Linked DNA regions of Mus musculus: region 2 is linked to region 1. The links are chromatin contacts, called in public promoter capture Hi-C maps. All regions are on one chromosome and are shown on one strand. Each heading gives the region's core, a stretch centred on a gene start, on an enhancer-like site or on the middle of the called end of the contact. The rest is flanking DNA. Distances are from core to core; before and after follow the strand shown.

Region 1 (3,755 bases), core at 894-3,393:
CGTTTGTTTTACACATAGAGACTGTTGATCTTATTTAGGATGATTCTGAATTGACTTCACTATTTATTCAACTACAACAAATAAGAGTAAATGACTACATATAACACATATAAGATCCCATACAGATTTGCCAGGCTCTCTGGCACAGAGTAATAATGAAATTGACCGTTAATTGATAGGAAGTGTACTAAAGGCTTTGGAATTACATTAAAAAATTCCATGTTAATAGCAAAGGTTTAAAGAAAGAATTCTCTATCACAAGAAAAGTCTGTCAGTTGTCCCCATGTCTCTTTGATATAATATTAGAAGTTCTAGCTCAAGCAATAAGGCAACTAAGAGAATCTAAGGGAATACCATTTGGAAAGAAAAAAATAGTGATTTTTCTATTTTCAGATGATATGATAGTATATATATGTGATCCAAAAAAATTCTACCAAAATGTTACATTGATAAATGTAGCAAAGTGTCTGCATACACAATTGACTTGAAGAAATCATTAGTTCTGCTCCACACAAATAAACAGGCTGATAAACAGCCTGAAAAAGAAGTTAGGGAAACAGAACACTTCACATTAGCCATACAGAAATAAATAAATAAATGAATAAATGAATAAATAAATAAATAAATAAATAAATAAATAAAATGCATTCACATTTCTCTAAGTAAGCAAGTGAAAAGCTACATGGCAAGAAATTCAAGTATCTGAAGAAAGAAACAGGAAAATATCAGAAGTTGGAAATACCTCCCTTGCTCATATATCAATAGGATAAACATAATGAATATGTCCATCTTACCAAAAAGAAACTTAGAGATTCAGTGCAATTCCCTTCAAAATTCCAGCACAATTCTTCACAGATTTTGAAAGAAAAAATCGCAACTTCATATGGAAAAGCAAAAAAACACAGGATAGATAAAATATTTCTGAACAACAACAAAAAGAACTTCTGGAGGCATCAATATCTGTAATTTTAAGCTTTACAGCACAAAAATTAGTAATAAAATTTTGCACGGTACTGGTATAGAACTAGATAGGTGGATCATTGGAATTCAATAGAACACACAATAATAAACCCACTCACCTACGGACACAATTATTGGCAAAGAAGCTAAAACCATACATTGAAAGTGGAGAGCATCTTCTATGAATGATGTGGTCTAACTGGATGTCTTCATGCAGTAAAATGCATATAGATCCATATTTATCACCCTGCATATCACTCAAGTCCAAATGAATCAAAGACCTCATTATGAATCTATACACATCTAAATTAATAGAACAAAAAGTGGGGAATAGCCTTGAACTCATTGGAATAGAAAACAACTTCCTTAATAGAACACCCATAGCCCTGATACTAAGGTCAAGAATTAATAAATGGAACATCATAAATGTGAAACCCTTCTGTAAGTCAAAAGACAGCATGATCAGGATACCTATAGATTAGGCAAATATCTTCACTTGTTCTACATACAATCGTCAAGGATTCCTGCTTCTAAGTAGAATGAGGGGAGACTTGTGTGAGGGGTTATAGGGAGAAGAGGAAGGGCTGATATTGTGATCTAGTGTGAGCAAATAACTTCAATCTAAAAGATACACATGAAGAATAGGAAGACCTTCATTTACATGGAAAATAGAAAATAGAAGCATGACATGTGAATATGCATGTACTGCTTGCAAGGTGAAATGATGATTGTCTAAAGAATTCTCCAAATATTTCAGACCAAAAAAGTATAGAAATTTGAATTGTCCTAATTTTACAATGCATTACAATTATCATTTCTATGTTTATTAACATACACAGAGGTATGAATAGAGTGGTGATCTCATCATTCATATGCACAGTTCAATAAATTATAAAATCCCTAATATTTATTCTTATATAGAAAGTCAATTACATGGTCATTAGGAAAATCTTGAAGATAAATCTTGAAATAGGAAAATAATATTTAAAATAGTTTCATACAAAATTGATTATACAGACAGAATATGAAGAAGAAAATTCATACCATATTTTTCCATACATTTTCAATGATTTCTTTTTTTTTTAATTTTAGCAGAGTTTTACCTCTTTACAGAGCATATGTGTAATATGCTCTGTGCTGTTGCTAACTGGACTCAGAAAAAGGCATCAGATGTCCCAAACTGACATTTAGGGTGGTTGACAGGCACCATGGGGGTCAGGCATTGAACAAGTTTTCTATTTAAAAGATGGTGTTAGCTCCCTTGTCAAAGATCAAGTGACCATAGGTGTGTGGGTTCATTTCTGGGTCTTCAATTCTATTCCTTTGGTCTACCTATCTGTCGCTATACCAGTACCATGCAGTTTTAAATCACAATTGCTCTGTAGTACCGCTTTAGGTCAGGCATGGTGATTCCACCAGAGATTCTTTTATCATTGAGAAGAGTTTTTCCTATCCTAGGTTTTTGTTATTCAAGATGAATTTGCAGATTGTCCTTTCTAATTCTTTGCAGAATTGAGTTGGAATTTTGATGGGGATTACATTGAATCTGATTGCTTTCAGCAAAATAGCCATTTTTACTATATTGACCCTGCCAATCCATAAGGATGGGAGATCTTTCCATCTTCTGATTTCTTCTTTGATTTCTTTCTTCAAAGACTTGAAATTCTTATCATACAGATCTTTCACTACCTTAGTTAGAGTCACACCAAGGTACTTTATATTATTTGTGACTATTGTGAAGGGTGTTGTTTCCCTAATTTCTTTCTCAGCCTGTTTATTCTTTGTGTAGAGAAAAGCCATTGATTTGTTTGAGTTAATTTTATTTCCAGCTACTTCACTGAAGCTGTTTATCAGGTGTAGGGGTTCTCTGGTGGAATGTTTAGGGTCACTTATATATACTATCATATCATTTGTAAATAGTGATATGTTGACTTCTTCCTTTCCAATTTGTATTCCCTTGATCTCCTTTTGTTGTCAAATTGCTCTGGCTAGGACTTCAAGTACTATATTGAATAGGTTGGGAGAAAGTGGGCAGCCTTGACACTGCCAATAAGACAAAAAGGCCACCAACAAACTGGGAAAAAATCTTTACCAATCCTAAATCAGATAGGGGAGGATTATCCAATATATATAAAGAACTCAAGAAAATGGACTCCAGAAAATTTTAAAAAAAAATTTAAAAATGGGGCTCAGAACTAAACAAAGAATTCTCAACAGAGGAATATGGAATGGCTGAGAAGCACCTAGAAAAATGTTCAACATCCTTAATCATTGGGGAAATGCAAATCAAAACAACCCTGAGATTCCACTCACACCACTCAGAATGGCTAAGATCAAAAGTTCAGGTGACAGCAGATGCTGGAGAGGATGTGGAGAAAGAGGAACACTGTTCCATTGTTGGTAGGATTGCAAGCTTATACAAACACTCTGGAAATCAGTCTGGCGGTTTCTCAGAAAATTGGACATAGTACTACCGGAGGATCCAGCAATACCTCTCCTGGGCATATATCCAGAAGATGTTCTAACTGGTAATAAGAACACATGGTCCACTATGTTCATAGCAGCCTTATTTATAATAGCCAGAAGCTGGAAAAAACCCAGATGTCCCTCAACAGAGGAATGGATACAGAAAATTTGGAACATTTGCACAATGGAGTACTACTCAGCAGTTAAAAACAATGAATTTATGAAATTCTTAGGCAAATGGATGGATCTGGAGGGCATCATCTTAAGTGAGGTAACCCAATCAATCACAAAAGAGCTCACATAATATGTACTCACTGATAAATGGATAT
Region 2 (3,755 bases), core at 746-3,245, 1.8 Mb before region 1:
TTGTCCACTTGACCACTTGGAGCCAGTTACCTAATCCTTTATAAAAGATTACTGTTCACTATCCCATTCTTTCCCCATGTGATGGTTCCCTTGATGTTCTAGAAGCACTCCAAAGCTCTCTCTCAAGGTCAGTCAGAGAGATACAAATAGACAACAGATTACACAGATAGACACCAACATGGAGACAAAAGGCAGACAGAAAGGGAGAGCTATACAAGCAGCCTTCAGGAAGTTACAGATTTAAACTAACTGAACAGACACACAGAGGGTGGAAGACACAGGGAAAATGAAGTAGAGAATTCAACTTTGGACTCACACTTAGTTAAATGCTCTGAGGAAAAGGCTTTTATTTCTTTCCTTAACTCAGATGCATTATTAATCACCAGTATGTTTAATCTACTCACATATGAAGAATCAATTAACTTGTGACTTTTTTTTTTGCATAAGTACAATATGGGGAAAACTAAAACTCAACACAATGGGAAACAAGTAGCCCTGCCATCTGAAAGGTGTCCATAGGCATAGAACCCTATTTAAAGACAGAACCCCAGGTCTGGGCTTGTGCTTCTGAGCTCTCACCGCCATGCTGAGCTAGAATCCATTTTAACCTCTCATAATCATCACAACAGGTTTTGAACCTCAGAGGTCAATGAGAATCCTGGAACTCATTACAATCATGAAAAGAGTTGACTTCCTAGCAAGAGTCTAATGAGACTTGGGTAAATCTCGAGTCTCCTTTCCCCAGCTTATACTGATATGCATGGGTGTCATAGAGTGTTACAGGGAACAATCAGGAAACCATTTATCAACAAACAGTGCAGTATGTATTGTAATTTTGTTCAAGTTTTCTTTCTTTCATCCTTTCTTTCTTTCTTTTCTTTCTTTCTTTCTTTCTTTCTTTCTTTCTTTCTTTCTTTCTTTCTTTCTTTCCTTCTTACTTCCTTACTTCCTTTCCTTACTTTTTTTTTTTTGACAAAGATCAAGACAGTTTTCCAAAGGAGTTTCTCTTTATTGTCTCACCCTTCAAGAAGTAAATAATATTGTGCCTTGACCTAACATCATTTTAATTCATCATTTTCTTTGATTGAGGCATCCACCTCCTCTACCTTTTCTTTAAGTCTGATAATCTGTCTCCCACAGGTTCTCTATGTATTATTTTTATTTGCCTTACTGCATTTTCTTTTCAGGATTTTTTTTTGGCATTTCTAAGCACTTATTGAAGTCAATTTTAATATTTTATATTGTCATTTCCTTCAGGAATCTGGTATTATTTTCTTGCCCATGATTTATTTCGTTTCTCTCTGAGTGAGTGGATTTACATGGTTTACAAACTTTAATGTCCTTGATCATGATTGTGGGTTTTCTATTCTTTGTCTTCGATATCAAATAAATTGTGCTCCTTATAGGATACCTATATGGTTTGCGGTTTGAGCCAAGGACATTTTATCTAAGTTATTGTTTGTTTTGGGTATCTGTTCTGAGCATCAGAATTCAAAGGGACTGCTTAATTGTGTGCATTTATAGCCCAGAGGAAAAGACTCACAATATGAGAAGTTAATATGCGTTGTATCTGAAGGGTTCAGAACCCAGGTGCAGTGTCCTACTACATCCAGTTCTGGTCTAGTCTGGCAGCAACCTTTTGAGGAAGCTGTGTAGAGTAGGTCCTGGGAAGTTTTGTGGAAGGCAGCCTGCAACAGAGTTGGAGGAGTGGTTCCTGCTGGGGAGGGTGGGCCTCCAGCCTGATTAGATGAGTTTAAGAAAAAGACAAATTAAAAGCAAAGGAACGAGCAAGCAAGCAAGCAAGCAAAAATTCAAAACACCAAACATTGCTGTGAAGAATTGGGAAGCTAATTAATTAAAAGGTCCCGAAGTAGGTAGGCTTAGAAGAATTGCAGGAAGCTGCTGAATATTGGGCGGGTCCAGAAGGCGGGGCTAGGCAGCATGAAGGGAAGTTCCGCGGTTTCATCTTTCTTCTTGCATCTCAGCTGCCTCGTGATCAGGAAGTTATGGAGGGAGACTAGCGCCTAGTATTTGCGGAACCTGAAAACTTTCTTAAGCAGCAGTTGTTGTGCTGGCCTCCTAGGACATTGAGCAGCTGGTCCTGTCACCTTCCAGGTCAGAGGAGCTGTTGGACTGGGGAACAGGCAGGAACTGGGCAGGCGTGTGGAGCAGGGGTGCATTTTCTGCCGCCATTCTCACAATTCAGTGTTTGCGGAACCTGAAAACTCCCTTAAGCTGCAGTTGCCCCTCCTAGGACATTGAGCAGCTGGTCCTGTCACCTTCCAAGTCAGAGGAGCTGTTGGACTGGGGAACGGGCAGGAGCTGGGCAGGGGCGTGGAGCAGGGGTGCATTTTCTGCCGCCCCTCTCACAATTCAGTGTTTGCGGAACCTGAAAACTTCTTTAAGCTGCAATTGCTGTGCTGGCCTCCTAGGACATTGAGCAGCTGGTCCTGTCACCTTCCAAGTCAGAGGAGCTGTTGGACTGGGAAATGGGCAGGAGCAAGGCAGGCATGTGGAGCAGGGGTGCATTTTCTGCCGCCACTCTCCCAATTCTGTTGTGGTATCTTACCATTATCAGGAAGTTTGAGATCCTGTGAATTGGGTTCATGGTGATGTTTTAATTAATTTTATGGGTGCCAGATTTTTTTTTTTTTAAATAACCCCGTAGATCCTTGGCCGTCTCTGGAGTTTGTGTATTGGGATGGTTGTCTTTGCAAAAGCCATAATAAAGCTCCTCAAATTCAAATTCATTCATGCTTTCTTAACTCCCTTGTTCCTCCATTTGCCATTTCGTTTCCCTTTCTCCAGGGAACTGGATAGGCATCCCTAGAGAGCTTTGTAGGTATTTGTCATATGGGGATCAGTGCAGATTTGATTGAATTCGAAAATATTCGTTATAAAGTACTGTTGAAAGACCCAAAAGGTGAGGACTCTCCCACGTTCTGACTCAGGAGAGGCAACACCCCAAATTACTGGAGAAACGGTTTTGATGCAAATTGCAAGAGGACTTTTATTTCAAGAGAGCTCTCAGGCCCACAGTCATAAACCATGCAATGCTAGAGGACTGTGGTATGCAGAGTAGCTGGGTAAGGGGGTATTTAAAGGAAGGAACCACAAGTCAAGGGGGTGGGGAGGGCGTTGTTGGAAAATACCAAAAATACCAGTTGAAAGTGGAAAGTCAAGACAGCTGTGTATGAGTCTCAATAACATTAGCACATTTGCATAGTGAGTTCCTGGAGTTGTCGGGGTGGGTCAAGGTGACTTTCTTTGAAAGCACAGCTTATAAGTGGGTGGATGGAGGAATGTTGCTATCTGCTTTATGATTAGCATACCTTGGGGGCATTGAGTCACAAGGATCTTATTTTTAAGCCTGACCCTAAAGGCTTACTTTTTGTTTTTATGTTTCAATTTTTAACTGTCTCCTGGCTGTAAATATTAATATTAACCTAGCAAAGTTATAGTCCCCGTTAGTTTAACACTGAGGTATATGTAGTCTTTGATGTAAATACAGCATTGAGAAATGAGTCTTCATAGGCTTAGTTATTAATATTACACCTTAGGTTTGAATAAAACATGAAGACAGGATTGCAGTAAGGTACAGCTGAGAAGAAGATATATAGTGGGTCTGTGCACCCTGAGTGTTGCCAGAGAAAAACTAATTGTACCACGTGGGCAAGTTTTATAAAATAATACATCCTGACCAAGAGATGGATTTGGTCACATGCTACAGGCAGTTTTATAGGCCACTGTAGTTT

The links. Promoter capture Hi-C pulls out the DNA fragments that hold promoters and counts their contacts.
Region 2: a contact with region 1 is called in a promoter capture Hi-C map of embryonic stem cells, with 7 times the contacts expected there. The contact joins the promoter of Zfp984 here to the enhancer-like site in region 1. A contact is called at or near these places in 1 of 39 promoter capture datasets (embryonic stem cells), 1 of 15 datasets of contacts at CTCF or cohesin (the NIH/3T3 cell line), 11 of 115 datasets of contacts at active chromatin or transcription factors (bone marrow-derived dendritic cells, cardiomyocytes, differentiating embryonic stem cells and 6 more) and 3 of 9 other capture datasets (adipose tissue, embryonic stem cells and liver).

The regions. Positions count from the first base shown.
Region 1 is chr4:146,053,934-146,057,688 of GRCm38.p6, reverse strand. No RefSeq gene overlaps it. Among named protein-coding and RNA genes, the nearest start is that of Zfp987, 42 kb to the left of the region's middle. Within about 2 kb of position 2,143, at least 10 of the 459 cell types and tissues checked have an H3K27ac peak or open chromatin away from gene starts, as enhancers often do. A contact at or near this core is called in embryonic stem cells and expanded potential stem cells, where this site is marked.
Region 2 is chr4:147,808,028-147,811,782 of GRCm38.p6, reverse strand. It overlaps Zfp984 (zinc finger protein 984), which reads left to right and starts at 1,995. Exons shown (of 6, transcript NM_001127189.3): 1 at 1,995-2,115.